Regions from separate parts of the Sus scrofa genome. Here region 2 is linked to region 1. A link is a contact called in public Hi-C data. All regions are on one chromosome and are shown on one strand. The core of a region is the stretch at or near the end of the contact, and the rest is flanking DNA. Distances in the headings are between cores, read along the strand shown.

Region 1 (3,049 bases), core at 298-2,797:
TAGATTACCCCTAAAAATAAGCTATAAAATGTAATAGAACGTTTAGAATTATTCTGAGGATAAACCTATTTCATTCTTCAGCCCCCTCCCCATCCTCTCCCAGCAGACATAGTATGCCAAAAGTCAGCTGAGGTGTCTGAGGGCTGTAGCATCAGTGAGGCATGGAATCAGAACTGGCCTCTTTGACTGGCCATTGGTCTGAGACTAAATCTCATGTTACCTTTTAGTCCAATCTTCTGCTTTCTCAAGGTGTCTGAATTAGGACCCAGAGGTTCTGTTAATGAGCTTCCCTAAATTCTAGATCTCAACTGGATAACAGCCTGCCCTTAAGGCACCTGCCACCCTCTGGAGTCCGGACTGGGAAAGGCAGGCATTCTATAGAAGGCTCCTTTGGAGAGCCTTCCACCTGACTTGGTGAGGTTAGGGAGAACAATGAAGGGAAGGGCGAGAGAGCCTCTCTATCCCCCTCAGTGATTTATTACAGAAATCCCTAGATGTGGAGAGAATGCAACAAAGGTCTGGAAGCTGCGGAGTGAAATAAATGGCGAGCTGCAGTGTATTTAGCAAATGATAATGCAATCCACAGAAAGCTTTACAGAGGAGAAGGAAAAATACGCTCCCTGGGGCTGGGAAGTCACTGAGTCTATGAAGGCAGAGAAAGATACATTGTGCAGGAAATTTCTCTTGATTCTCCCTAACCATAAATCACTGTGTCTGGAGGGCGCTCTGCGGGATGGAGGTTGAGAGAGGCGAGGGACCCCGCTCCCTTGGGAAAACATGCTGGCGCCCCAAGCTCCCCGCTGTGCTGCATCTCACCTGCCCCAGCGGATCATTGTCAAAGAGATTTAACAGTGTCACTGACACCTCACCCCGCCTCCTCCCACGAGGAGGCTCAGAGTCCCCGAGGACTGGGGACGCCTGAGCTCCCCGCTGCGCATCCGTCAGCTGCCCTCCCCAGACCCCGCAGGCAGCCTGGACCCCCACGACCTCCGGGGCATGCTGGCCCGTCCACTCTCTGACCTCCACCTCCCAAGCCTCGTGGCTCCCAAGCCCGGTGTCCCCAGGCCACCCCTCCCACCGACCCTTAGGTGGGACCCCCACCCCCGCACCTCTGAGCGGGGCTGGTTAAGCCCCCAGACCTCCTGCGCGGCAGCCGGCTCCGAGAGCCACCCCCAGGTCATCCCCCGCGCGCTGGCGGCGGCTACGGCGGCGGCTGCTGTCCGAACGGGCCCCTCCATGCACCAGGCAGGGCACCGGGAGGGCGCGGCGCCTCGCACGCCGGAGCGGGGACGCGAGGGCAGGCGGCGCGGAATCCCGGTCTCCTCACACGGAGCCGCGGGAGCCGGGCACCCGGGATTCAGGGGAGGGAAGCTGAGGAGAAGAGGGGGGAGGGCGGAGTCACTGGGGCGCGCCCCCGCGGCCGCGCTCCTCCCCCGCCCAGGCGCGCGGGCGCGTAACCCGGCGGGCGCTGGGCCAGCGAGGAGCACGCGAGGAGCGAGAGGAGGGAACCCGGCCGCGGAGGCCGCAGCTCCCCGACGGCCCGCGCCCGGCCGGAGGGTGCGCGCGCAGCCTGCCAGATCAGCGGCGGGGGGATGGGCCGTACCAACGTGACGGGGGGGCGCTCTGTGCAGGCCCTCCTCCCAGTCCCACTCCTGCTTGCTCTACAAGAGACCCCCCCCCCCAGGAAAGGAGAGGATAGTTTCTGCTTTATTTAGGAAAATGAAGATGAGCTGCCTTGGCATTTTCCAGAGTTTTCCATATGGCTGCACTCACTTTCCCCTCACCTTTGCTTCCCCGAGAGAGGCGTCATTTCGGGCCGGTCCACTACTGGTCTACACGCTCCCGGGTTTCCCCGCTTAGGCCCCGCCCCTCACCCATCCACCTAAGTTGTCTGAGGAGCCAGCTAGTCCATCCCTTCTGTTGGTGCCTACCTGGTATCTCTTTTATAGTTCCAACTTCCCGCCCCTTTTGGTTCCTTCGCGTTTTTACCACTTTCTGTGTTTAGATTCTTAGACAGCTTCGTCTGATTCCCCACCACACTCGCCCGGCATTCACATACGTGCAGGCAGGTAACAAAACTTCTCAGAGACTAGCAGAAGCTCAGTGTCGCCTGGTCCAACCAGCACGGCCTTTGGCCCCAGAGTCTTACCACTTCGTCCTTTGGACGTGCCCCAAGTGATCTGATCCCACTGAACTTCAGTTGTTCAAAAAGAAAAAAGGGGAAAATAATTTCTGTTTAAAAGGTTGTTGCGAAGCATAAATGTGATACTTGGTAGAAAGCACCTGCCACTGCGTGGACATTCAAGGACTGTGACTTCTATATAATAATAATATGTATTATTACATATATGTGTATTGGGTTTTTTTTTTACCATCGTCATTATTACTTACTATTTAACTACAAAAACAGCCCTAATGATACTCACAGTTCAAAAACACTCAGTACTGAACATCAAAGAAGCATGACAGTCTTCCTTACCTTTTTTCTTGAATTTCACAAGCAAATTTTTGAAAGTATAGTGGTGTTCAGACAGTTTATTGTTTTGCTTTAGCTATATCCAGGGTCTTTAGGAAAGCATAAGGTCCTAAGAAGGACAGTACAGGAGGATAAAAAAAAGAGTTCTATTTCTTTGTTTTCTATTGTTCCATTTTTTACTTATTTAAACTGAGTCTGGATGTTATTAACTTAAGCTGTATTAAATGATTTTTCAATTAGCAAATAAGATGTATAAACATTGAAGATTTATCTAAATTGAGATTTTTGTGTGAATGGAATGGAAGTCTTACAGGTTTTTTGTGGCACTCTGCAAGAATCCTAGCTGCCCTATACGGCAGCTGTCCTATTCCAACCCTTCCAGGTTCTACTCTTGGGGCCCCCATTGATTGTGGGCACCCCCAAACCTCACAATGTCATTTGAAAATCACTATGCCTATTACTCATAATCAGACCTAAGAAATAATCATGATGTTTGTGAATACTGAGTAGTCCCTTCTGCCTTGTCTGTAAAGTAGAGAAATCATTTTGGGGCAAATAGTTTTTTGTTAATGA
Region 2 (3,049 bases), core at 256-2,755, 60 kb after region 1:
TTTATCGCTTTGCCAGGCAAAGGAAAAAAAGATAGCTTTATTGCTTTGCCAGGCAAAGGAGGCCACAGCAGGCTAATGCCTTAAAGATTGTGCCCCCTTTGGAAGGGGTGGTTTTATAGATTTCGGAGTGGAATAAAGATCAGAGCCATAGGTAAGGATCAGGGTAGAGGCAAGCTCGCATCGTCTTTCAAAGCTGATATTTAGTGTCCCCAGTACTGGTTCTGGTGGTCCTCCTTCCCCCAAATGGGCAGGAAGAATGCTTCATCAAGTAGTTCTTCCATTTATTGGGGGTTTTAGTTCTGCAGAAGAAATCAAAGGCATTGTTATGTATATTTCTTAAGGAGGACCCAGGACCCCGCCCCAAGGCTACACTGCTCCTCCCCGGTCTCTGCATCCCCTCCCTTCCCTGATTAGCAACTGCCCTTTGGAACTCACAGAAGGTCATGGAGGCTGAGGCTTATTCCCTAAAAACACGCAATGGAGGACACAGAGAGGCTTGTGTGCCCAGGAGCCCCACAGGGCATTAGCTCTGTTACACTCCAGCCTGGGAACTTCCAAATGCCCAAATGTGGCCCTAAAAAGACAAAAAAATAAATAAAGTCATAAGACACATGTTGGACACCCAACTCTTCTCTTACTGTCTGTGGGACTCTCACCCCACTGAGCCTCAGTTTCCTCATCTATAAAAGGGGAATACAAAAGCTGTTTTATTTAGCTGTTGTAACGAGCAGGGCCCTGTATGGCTCCTGGGTACACAAGACTTCCTGTGTCTTCCATTTCTTATTCTTAGGGAATAAGTTTCAGCTTCCATGACCTTCCCTGAGTCCCAAAGGGCAGTTGGTAATCAGGGAAGGGAGGGGATGCAGAGACCTGGGAGAAGCAGTCACGAGACAATAGTGCAGCCTTGGGTCAGGGTCCTGGGTCCTCCTCAAGAAATAATACATAAAGATATCTTTGAGCCTTTCTGCAGAACTAAAACCCCCAATAAATGGAAGAACTACTTGATGAAGCATTCTTCCTTCCCATTCCAGAACCGGTCCTGGGGCCACTAAGCACTAGCTTTGAAAGACAATGCAAACCTGCCTCTACCCTGATCCTTATCTGTGGCCCTATTTTTCTACTCCCCAAATTATAAAATCACCTCCTAACCTCCCCCAAGGGAGGCAGTCTTTAAGGCATTAGCCTGCTGTGGCCTCATTTGCCCGGCAAAGCAATAAAGCTATCTTTTTCTCCTTAACCCAAAACTCTGTCTCTGCATTTCTATTCTGCGGAAAGAGGCCGAGTTTCAACAACATCGTGATGATTAAATTTGGAAGGACAGACGAACAACGATGACGAAAATTACTGCATTGATATTACTCATTTTTCTCCTATTCCCCTAACTCAAGTAAGGGCAAGCCTGGGCCAAATCTGGGGAAAGGCTGTTTTCTCCCTCCTAAGCCATCAAGTCCCATCTCACCCTCTCCAGTCTGAAAGACAGCGTCCTCCTGTCTCTGCTTGAGCCGGGGGAGGCAGGAGGCAGGGTGGATCCCAGCACGGGGAGCCCAGAGCTGTCTCCTCCATCTGTCTACAAGGGAGTGCTCTTGGCAAGGAGCAACCCTCCAAATGCCGTAGGTGAAATCCATCACCGGGGCCCTGGACTGAGATAAGATAGAGGAACATAAATCAAGGCTCCCAGAGATAAGAAGGCAGCCTGGGGCTTAAAAAATGCAACTCTCCTGCCAGCTGCCCACTTCTACAACACTGCAAAGCAGAGGTCTGTGCTAGGTGGGGAAGGAACCCAGATCCTGGGCCCTTCTTAGAGAAGGAGGAAACTCAGCCTCCTCTCTTCCTCTTACCAAGTGCCAGCCAGAGAGGAGAAACAGGCATATTTATTGAATTTCTCTCAGAAAAAAAGGGAAAAAAAGAAAAGCAAACAAACCAGCCACTGGCATTAGAATTTTTTTCCTTTTTAGGGCCATAAGTGTGGCACATGGAAGTTCCCAGGCTAGGGGTCAAATTAGAGCTGCAGCTGCTGGCCTCTACCACAGCCACAGCAATTCAGGGTCTGGGCCTTGTCTGCAACCAATGATACAGCTTGTGGCAATGCTGGATCCTTAACCCACTGAATGAGGGTCAAACCTGAATCTTCATGGATAGCAGTCAGATTCTTTTTTTTTTTTTTGGCCACCCCATGGCATATAGAGTTCATGGGCCAGGGATCAGACCCGACCTATGCCGCAGCTACAGCAATGCAGGATCCATAACCAACTGTGCCTGCCGGGGATGGAACCTGTGTCCCAGTGCTCCCAAGACACTGCCAAACTTGTTGTCCCACAGCAGGAACTCCATTGGTCAGATTCTTAACCCATTGAGCCACAAGGGGAACCCACCATTAGAGATTAAGGGCAAAGTTTGAGGGTCAGGCAGCCTGGGTTCAAATCCTGACTCTTACTTTGTGATCTTGAACAATCTACCTTATCTCTGTGGGTGTCAATTTCCAATAGGGATGGTACTAATGTTGCTGAAACTCGGCCTCTGTCCACTGGTGCCGAATAGAAACGTGGGGACAGAGATTTGAGCGAGGGAGAAAAAAATAGTCTTGACTGCTTTGCCAGGCAAAGGAGGCCACAGCAGGCTAATGCCCTAAAGACTGTGCCCTCCGTTGGGAGAGAAGAGGAGGTGGTTTTATAGTTAGGGAATAGAAGGCCACAGATAAGGATCAGAGTAGATATAAGGTTTTATTCTTCTTCAGAGTTGGTGTTTAGTGGCCCCAGGACTTGGGATCTTAGTTCTGCAGAAGAACTTGAAGATATTCTTTTTTTTTTTTTTTTTTTTTTTTGCTCTTTAGGGACACACCTGCAGCATATGGAGGTTCCCAGGCTAGGGGTCGAATTGGAGCTACATCCACCGGCCTCCACCACAGCACATGGCAACACGGGATCCAAGCCGTGTCCGTGAACTACACCACAGCTCACGGCAAAGCCGGATCCTTAACCCAGCAAGGGAAGGTATCAAACTCGCAACCTCATGGTTCCTAGTCGGATTCGTTTCCAATGCGCCAAGATGG

Evidence for each region. Hi-C and Micro-C count contacts between places; a contact is called where the count stands out from the background.
Region 2: a contact with region 1 is called in a Hi-C map of omental adipose tissue, with 2.1 times the contacts expected there. The contact joins the enhancer-like site here to the promoter of CDON in region 1. A contact is called at or near these places in 3 of 5 promoter capture datasets (fetal liver, fetal skeletal muscle and liver), 7 of 47 Hi-C or Micro-C datasets (adipocytes, embryonic fibroblasts, fetal heart ventricle and 4 more) and 1 of 2 datasets of contacts at active chromatin or transcription factors (skeletal muscle).

The regions. Positions count from the first base shown.
Region 1 is chr9:53,177,334-53,180,382 of Sscrofa11.1, forward strand. It overlaps CDON (cell adhesion molecule-related/down-regulated by oncogenes), which reads right to left and starts at 1,548. Exons shown (of 20, transcript XM_021063103.1): 1 at 1,110-1,548.
Region 2 is chr9:53,237,521-53,240,569 of Sscrofa11.1, forward strand. No RefSeq gene overlaps it. Among named protein-coding and RNA genes, the nearest start is that of CDON, 60 kb to the left of the region's middle. Within about 2 kb of position 1,506, at least 9 of the 83 cell types and tissues checked have an H3K27ac peak or open chromatin away from gene starts, as enhancers often do. A contact at or near this core is called in omental adipose tissue, where this site is marked.